Regions from separate parts of the Mus musculus genome. Here region 1 is linked to region 2. Evidence: chromatin contacts called from public Micro-C data. All regions are on one chromosome and are shown on one strand. The core of a region is the stretch at or near the end of the contact, and the rest is flanking DNA. Distances in the headings are between cores, read along the strand shown.

The links. A called contact is a pair of places that touch in the nucleus more often than the background predicts.
Region 1: a contact with region 2 is called in a Micro-C map of palatal mesenchyme, with 2.5 times the contacts expected there. The contact joins two enhancer-like sites. A contact is called at or near these places in 5 of 484 Hi-C or Micro-C datasets (CD8 T cells, gonadal supporting cells, liver and 2 more) and 1 of 9 other capture datasets (embryonic stem cells).

The regions. Positions count from the first base shown.
Region 1 is chr1:179,475,874-179,480,264 of GRCm38.p6, forward strand. The region is part of intron 1 of Smyd3 (SET and MYND domain containing 3); the gene reads right to left. Among named protein-coding and RNA genes, the nearest start is that of Smyd3, 40 kb to the right of the region's middle. Within about 2 kb of position 1,503, at least 61 of the 459 cell types and tissues checked have an H3K27ac peak or open chromatin away from gene starts, as enhancers often do. A contact at or near this core is called in palatal mesenchyme, where this site is marked.
Region 2 is chr1:179,293,691-179,297,852 of GRCm38.p6, forward strand. All of the region lies in intron 5 of Smyd3 (SET and MYND domain containing 3), which reads right to left. Gm31349 (a long non-coding RNA gene) reads right to left here. Exons shown (of 2, transcript XR_373746.3): 2 at 3,693-4,162. Among named protein-coding and RNA genes, the nearest start is that of Gm31349, 32 kb to the right of the region's middle. Within about 2 kb of position 2,086, at least 9 of the 459 cell types and tissues checked have an H3K27ac peak or open chromatin away from gene starts, as enhancers often do. A contact at or near this core is called in palatal mesenchyme, where this site is marked.

The DNA of each region.
Region 1 (4,391 bases), core at 253-2,752, 180 kb after region 2:
ATCAGGCTGTCAAGACCTGCCGCCTCCAGCTACGACCGGTTACATGAGCTCTGTGATCTTCTGCACATCAGTTTCCTTGCTGCCATTCTCAACAAGAGAAAAACCAGAAATGACCAGTGCTTAGGGCTACGGTAACTGTGATCAACACTCAGGCTGTGCCTGGCACGGACGGTGTTCAGTGAAGCCTGCTGCTTTCGCTGGCCCATTTAATCCTGTGAATCCACAGCCCGCTGCTGTTGGATTGAGAGTCTTCTCGATTTGCTTGTTGTATCATCAGAAATATAACGCCCGGGCTTTCTTTGAAAGTCACCGCACGTCTTTTCTAACGCACGTGTGTTGTTTGGACAAATGGCAGAGAAGAACCAAAGCACGTGCAGGACTCAAAAGGACTGAAGCTGAACCGGTAAAAAATAACCAAAGTCACCAGGTCGTTCTCTCAGAAATGCCTGTTAGGCCACCATCGCTCAACTGTCCCTCTGATTACCCCCAAGACATTAGTCATCTGTAATTCAACAGGAATTGAGGTTACATAGGTGTGCATCTGTCAAAGTCATCGAACGAGGACACTTGGGACATACACTCACTGTAACACATCCCTTAATCCAGCTGGTCTCCCTTGTCAAATCGTGACATCTCAAGGACATCAAGGAACAAGTATTCAACTTTTGAACTCTCAAAACTAGACCTTGCCTAGCCTGTGTGAGGATCACAGTAAACACCTCACTGATCAAAGGAAGACAAACTCAAGAATTTGAGGGCCTGGGGCTGGAGAGGTGGCTCAGTAGTTAAGAGCACGGGTTGCTCTGCCAACAGCCACAAGGTGGCTCACAACTGTCTGTGACCTCAATCCCAGTCAGTGGATCGGACATTCTCTTCTGGCCCCGCTAGGGACAAAGTACCTAACGGTGCACAGGCACGCATGCAGGCAAAACACTCCTACACATACAACAAGTAGCTTAAGAGATTTAAAGAATTTAAGAAATTATATGTATTGGAGTTTATTCTGAAAAGCACTCATTAGGATTGTGAGAGTAGAGGCACACATCTTTAACCCCAGTGCTTGAGAAGCAGAGGCAGGCAGATCTCTGAGTTCAAGGACAGCCTGGTCTACAGAGTGAGTTCCAAGACAGCCAGGACTACATAGAGAAACCCTAGTGTGGGGAGTGGGGGTGGGGGACATCAGAATGAAAATGTCATAATGAAATCTATTATTCTATATGTTAACTTTAAAAAATGAAAGTACTATTTTAAGTAATGATTATATCTGGAGAGTTATTGCAAGCATTTAAATTTAACTCATTATAAAAAGAACTCTGTTAATGAACAAACTAGTGGTTTCAGTGCCTTGCACTGTTCATTATATATGACCCTACTGCCACCTAGTGGAAATGCCAGGCTATTACCACACTTGAAAAGTCCCAAAAAGAAGACAAGACTCCCAATTGGGCTGATGGGACAGAAAGCAAACATAATTAAGCCACAAACATGCAGGAGATCCCACAAGGGAACATTCCTTTCTGCTTTGATCACTTCTGTGTGCCTAGAGCCAAGGAGATTGGCAGAGGACTTTGTTGGCTTTCAGAGACTATTTATTAGCTCACTGACAAGACCCAGGGAAGACATTTAGTCATTCAAAGGCAATAGAATTTTATTCAGACAATGGATTGCTCAGTATTTAAAGGAAATGAGCTATTAAGCCACAGAAGCAAGGATCAACTTTCAATGCATGTTGCAAAGCGAAAGAAGTAAACTTGGAAGGGTTATACACAGTATGATCCAAATCCCCGTGACATTCGGGAGAAGTCAAGGCCACAGAGGCAGGAAGAAGAGCATCGGTGGCCAGGACTGACTGAGAGAGAGAGGAGGGGATAGATGGAACTGGAGACATGTCACACCCACTGGTCCAAACTCAGAGAATATGCAACACTAAGTGAATCTTAATACAAACTTTAGCTGTTAGGTGATGTGTCACATGAGTCAGGAGTTGTGATAACTGTACTTAAGGCTGGGATGTAGACGTGAGGACAGCTGTGTGTTTGAGAAGCACAGTACATATGTTACCTCTTTGTATCTCTATACCCAAAACTAGTCCAAAACACAAAATCGACTTTAAAAGAGATTACACACACACACACACACATGTATACACACACACATGTATACACACACACACAATGCTTCACTCTGACCTAAGAGTCCTCTGTGTAAAATCTGCATTTAATGAGTACATCCAAAGCAGGATGCTTGCTAGATGTGGTGGCATAAGCCTGAAAGCCAGCATTTATCAGGCTAAATTAGGTGTTTAAGGCCAGCCTGGAGAAAGGGGTACTTCCTAGTCATCAAGCAGTTTGATGGTGCTTACTGGGTATCACACGCTGTCTTCCCCGTTTCACAAACATCAGATCATTTCATGTATAGAGAATCTGTGACTGCCACTCCTGGCTGCCAATCTCACATCTGGAATGAACTACAATCCAGAAGCAGAGGGCACACCTACAACAGATTTTTTGCTTGGTTAGAAGTGTGTGGATCCACTTCTAGTCAGGACTTTTGGTGGAAAGGCACTCACCTTTTATCTGTATCTTAAGGTGGGAAGACACACCTATAATCCGGGCCACACCTTCTGCTGGAAGCCTACATAAGGACTTAGAAGAAGGAAGCTTTTGCTCTGTGCCCGCTTGCTCTTCTCTTGCTAGCCAAGTCCATTCCTTCACTGGCATTAGATTAGAGCCTATCTCTTAGGGATGTGTCTACTAGCAGAGACATCTAGCCTCATGGACTGACAACTCCTGGATTCTTGGACTTTCTGTTCACAGCCTGACATTGTTGGATTAGCTGGACTGCAGCCTGTGAGGCATCCCGATAAACCCCCTTTATACAGAGAGAAGGATTCATTAATTCATTCTTTCTCTAGAGAACCCTCATACGACATTCACCACAGTCCTATGAGAACCACATTTCTGTCCCGTTTACTAGACAGGGACATTCAGACACAGAGACCATAAATGACTTGCCCAGAGTCACACAGCTGGCGAGTTGTAGAGATGATGACTCTCACTGTCGACACAAAACTCTGTCAGACACGAGGCAAAAAAAAAAAAAAAAGTGTGCCTACCAGTGGTGTGACTGTCTACAAAACACAGAAGGGAAAAAAATTTAAAGTACTATTAGATCAAAAACTCATGTATTTATTTTTTAAAGGCAGTATTATTTCTATGTCCAAATAATAAAATTTAGAATACGTATATAAAACACTAGTTTCAATAATTACTAAAACTAAAATTAACTATTTTCTTAATCTGTAGTTCCTCTATGAATAGAGATGTACAACTGTCCTGGCTTAGTCTATGTGATGGTTAATAACATGAACTTAAGAGGAAGGAGAATTACCTAGGAGGGGTGGAGAGATAGCTTAGAGGTTAAGAACACTTGTTACTCTTACAGAGGACCTCAGTTCAAGTCCCAGCACCAACATAATGGTTCACAGTCATCTATAACTCCAGTTCCAGGGCATCTGATGCCCTCTTCTGACCCCTGGGAGCACGAAGCATGAACACAGTAAACACATAAAACTTGCGGGCAAAAAGTAAAATGAATAAATCTAATCCAATTGCGCAGGAGCCACACCTCCGGCACGCCCGTCAGAGATTGCCTAGATTGCCCTGAACTGATCTGGGCCTGTCCACCCTAACTGTGCTGACACCATTCCATGGGCTGAAATCCTGGACAGAATCAAAAGGAGAAAGCAAGCTCTGCACCCTGCACACGCACCAGGTAGAGAACACAACTATAAAGCCAATTAGCAAGGGAAACTGGAAATTCTGTCTTGGAGACATTTTTAGGAGACAGCAGCACTTCCTTGAGAAACTACAGTACAGTGAGTAGCGGGAAGGATGCTTCCAGCATCTCGGTTTGACCAATCAAACCCTGTGCTAGGATGAGGTGTTTAATTTTTACTGGGCTTTAATTAGTCAAAGCGGGGGTGGGAGGGGATTTGGGGCTTGTTAGTTAGGGTAGTCAAAAGGGGGCTTTTGATTGTTGGACCTTGGTGGTCAGTCTCTGGAGGAAATGGCCAAATAAGGGAACAGACCTTGGAATGTAGCTTTAGGAATGTAATCTAACGGGCTTGAGCTAGGCAGAGGGAATGGGGGAAGGACAAGGCCTGCCACAGCCATGTTTGCCATGCTCAGGCCTGCCTAGAGCTCTTCACAAACTAAAAATGGGGATACTCTGTAAGGCCTCATATATATTTTAGAATATGCTAAGAATCAATCAGAACAAAATTTTGGAGGCTTTTAAATGCACACAGGCAAATGCACCTTAGCTACAGCAATAACTAGTAGAGGTTATCAATTGGCAACAAGGCATGGCCTCAACTTGCATACTTTTCT
Region 2 (4,162 bases), core at 836-3,335:
TTCAGCTAACTCCATACTGACATTTTTAAATCCCCAAATAATATATGTAATGATACAAGGCTAGAAAATTTAATAACTGAATAAGATGAAGTATGTCCCCTCTTATGGCACTCCTTACAAATCACAAATACAAGCCCAAGCTAGCACTGTGGAGCTGAGTGTGTCCTGCCAGGGAAGCAGAAGTGAACGCACTGAATATAAATGTCCTCTGGTGGTATTGGCCTCTCGCACGCTCAGGCCAGCAGATCTCTCTCAAACCATACTTATTTACGCCAGACTTCAGCGAGGGAGATACCCATGCTTCCTGCTTTCAGGAGGTGCTGCCTCCACTTAGTGATGTTTATAAAAATGGCAGCAGTTTCCTATTTGAATGTTAATTATTGTTGTGACACACGAGATAATTTAACTTGCTTCGGTAATTTATTCTTCCCTCTAATTAGATGTAGTAATTGGAAAATCTTCCAGAGTGTAACAACAGTTCTGAAGGTGAAATGGTGGAGGAGGGGGGTGGGTCTTTGCCATAGGAACTCAACCATAACCTGGAGGTAGATGCTTAATTGGCAGCCACTTGAATGAACCAAGTGAGGAATTAGACAAGGTCCTTCTAGCACCAAGTAGGTGGGACCCGTGACCTTTGTGAATTGCATGATTCAAGAGGTAGGCAAAGCTCAAGCCAAAGGATAGAGCTACCCTCAAAAACAAACTTAGATGCTGAAGTGGTATGCTAAGGGACAGCAATCTCCAACCTTATCTTAACACCCCAAGTCTAGAAGCCACTTATAGACAGTTCAGAGATGCTCACGGACCACAAGCCAATGGACTCTGCTGGAGTTGCTTCTGTTGTAAGAGCATCATCCACAAAATGAATAGTGCCATGGGAAAGTAGACAGGTACATGTATGAATTTAAAATAACAACAGCCAACTAGTGGCCAAAACATTCAACACAAAAGGATTTCCGCTAAGGATTCTAACTCCCTGATCTCTTACTGTTTTAAGAATTACTACATATCTTCACCTACAATTCCCTCTTGGAGATATTCTGACAGATTATTTCCATCCCATGCACATGAAGAAAAAAATGCACCTGTCTTCCACCTTTACTAATGCAAGCCAGTCTTTCTTCCTGTACAATCTCCATCATTTGGCCCTTACGTGAGCAAATCCTACTGCCACATTGTTTCATCCCCCAAGATGTCAATAGTTCCATTTATATAGTTTGTTTTTAACCTCCATATTCTAATTCCTCAAACACGTGAGTAGCACCCCCTTAATGTCTTCAAATACTTAGGCAGCACTACCTTTCCCACATCATAATCTTTTGTTCTTTATTTGTACACTGAGGATCAGAAACAGATCCAGACAGTAACACTGGCCGATATCTACTATACAGTCACCACCCATGGTTTGTTATTCCTTCCTGGCATGTTTCTTCCCATTGATAAATCCGAGTCATCTATCTGTTCTAGAGAGCTGTTAGGCAAGTTGTCTCACCATGCTGTCTTCTCAGTGGTCCTCCTGTCCTTCTTGCCTCCAGTCACTGTTGGTCACTGGAAGAACCTGACTAGTTGACAGTTTGCAAAATAGGTGAGCAGTCACGGGCCGGGGAACTCACAGGTTGACATTACGTGATCCCCACTGCCTCTCCGGGGTACTCACAACCACTCACTGTCCCAGGGGTTACCAGACAATTTCTGAGCCATTTTTCTTTTGTTGCTGAAGGGAGTTTTTTCCTCATGCTAAGTGGTTACATCTCTGGTGAAATTCATAAAGGAAAGGCAAAATAAAGATCTGATTCCTTTCAACTAATATCAAAAGTTTGTTCTATAGTACTTTCTGAAAAGTAACCAATGTGGTCTTCATTTTCAACTCTGAGAGCGTCTCCGCACCCTCCTTAGAAAACCAAATCTGGGGTCTAAGTGTGTTCTGGGCTTGGGCACGTGATGAGGAGTGTACCATCACCTCCTTGTCCTCTCCCCAGAGCCTCTGCAGAACAAGTTCTATAGCCAGTGCATCCCCAAGTAAGAAAGCATCTAAAACTCAAAGACTGTGTGTCTGGAGGAATATTAAAACCACCTGGCATGCCTTACACCTCGCATGCAACGTCATGAATTTTTTGTTTTGTTTTGTGTGGCTGAGGCAACCACTGTAACAAGATCCCAGGAAGGTAAATTTCCCTCTCAAAGACTCCCCAGAACCCACAAAAACAGAGCACGTAATGAGAAGAGTGATGGAGAAACGTGCTAAGCTGTAAACACACAGAAGCCTCATGCCAAAAACACATTCCCCTAAAGCATATCCATCATACAGACTGTATCTGTCTCCCTGAGACGGAGAGATTGCTTAAGCTATGAAAAGGACTCTCATCCATCTCGCCCCATCCACCCTCAACCCTGAGAAACAAGAGGGGCCTGTGTGGTTGGAATGCAAACAGATATTCTTGTGAGCAGGGGACAGTTGATACGTGAAGGATTCTTTCCACGAAGGGAAGCGGCCACGCAAAGCTGGGTCGTGAGGGAATGTAGCAGAGGAACAACTCTTGGGGGCACACTAGAGAATTACGGTAAAGCAGCTGTGGTAAAGGGAGCTGTCTGTTCTGCACGGTTCTTCAAACAGAAGCTTCCCTGGACCACGACAGAAAGGAGGTCTTTTAAATCATATTCCGCTATGATATAATATTCTGTCTACTTAGAAAATTAATGCAAAGCACTTCAGGTTCTCAACTGACACCTCCACTGCCACAAAGCCGACATCATCCCCAGCAACAGTACAGATCACATCCCATTTGGTACACAGAAGACTCAGGGAATTCAAGGAAAATACTAACAACTGTATAGGTTTGTTATATCATGTATTGGGTTACCAAAGTTTCCCTCCACAGACAGACACAGTTAATCTCAGAATGCCCAAAGATGTACAAATTGTTTAATTATAAAAGAATTCAAAGGGAGTGGAAGGTGTTTCTCCTTGGTACAATTGTTGCCTAACATGCATAGAGTCCTATGTTCTGCCCCTGGTGTCACATAAAGCAGGTGTGGTGTTGACTCTCTATACTAGCAAAGGTAGAGGTAGGATAAGAGATAGCTCAAGGTCATCACCAGCTAATGAGCTAGTTTGAGTCTAACCTTGGGCAACACAAGACCCTGTCTAAAAGGGGGAAAAAAGAAAGAATTCAAATCACCAAAAAAGAAAAAAAAGAAAAAAGAAAAGAAAGAGATGCGTGGCTTAAGGATGTGGGGTTATGGATTCACCCCTAACCTGAGTAAGGAGGATGAACAGCATTCACCTCTGGGACTCACCATCACCTCTGCAGCTCAGTCTACTGAGCAACATCTTCCAGACCCAGAGTCTCAAAGCCAAGATTTCAGGTAGGGAGAGACCCACATTACATTCTACAGCGGATAATCCTGTTTATATGGCAGAAACTGCTATTGTTTTATAAATCTTTTAATAAATATATGATGTTAACCTCATTAAGATGGAAATATAAGGAAGCAATCGCCTTACATCTTCCCCAGTTAATTTTAGTTTTCAACAGAAAACTAATCCCAGTTACAATCTGGAAGTGTTATGTTTAATCAGGCCCACATATTAATGGCTTATTGGCCAGTCTGTGGTTTTACCAGAAAGTGGGGTGTGATGTGAAGAAGCGAAGTCATTTAGGGGGCCAAGGGTCTCCTTTCTTCCCATTCTCTACTTCCTATGCACCATGAGGTACACACATCAACTTGCACCAACAATTTGCTATTTTGCCATGGACACAAAAATAATGGAGCCAACTGACCACAGACTAAAACCGTGAGCAAAATAGGCCTTTCCTCCTTTAAGGTGATTTTTCTCAACAAAACAAACAGAGCAGTAAGACCTCTTCTAAGATTAAGAAGTGTTTCTCATTAGTAGCCATAGTCACACCTGCCCGATTAATTCTCCAGAGTCATACCTGGCCTAATAATTCCCATAGTCACACCTAGCCTAATAATTCTCCATAGTCACACCTGCCCTATTAATTCCCCATAGTCACACCTGCCCTATTAATTCCCCATAGTCACACCTGCCCTATTAAATCCCCATAGTCACACCTGCCCTATTAATTCCCCATAGTCACACCTGCCCTATTAATTCCCCATAGTCACACCTACCCTATTAAATCCCCATAGTCACACC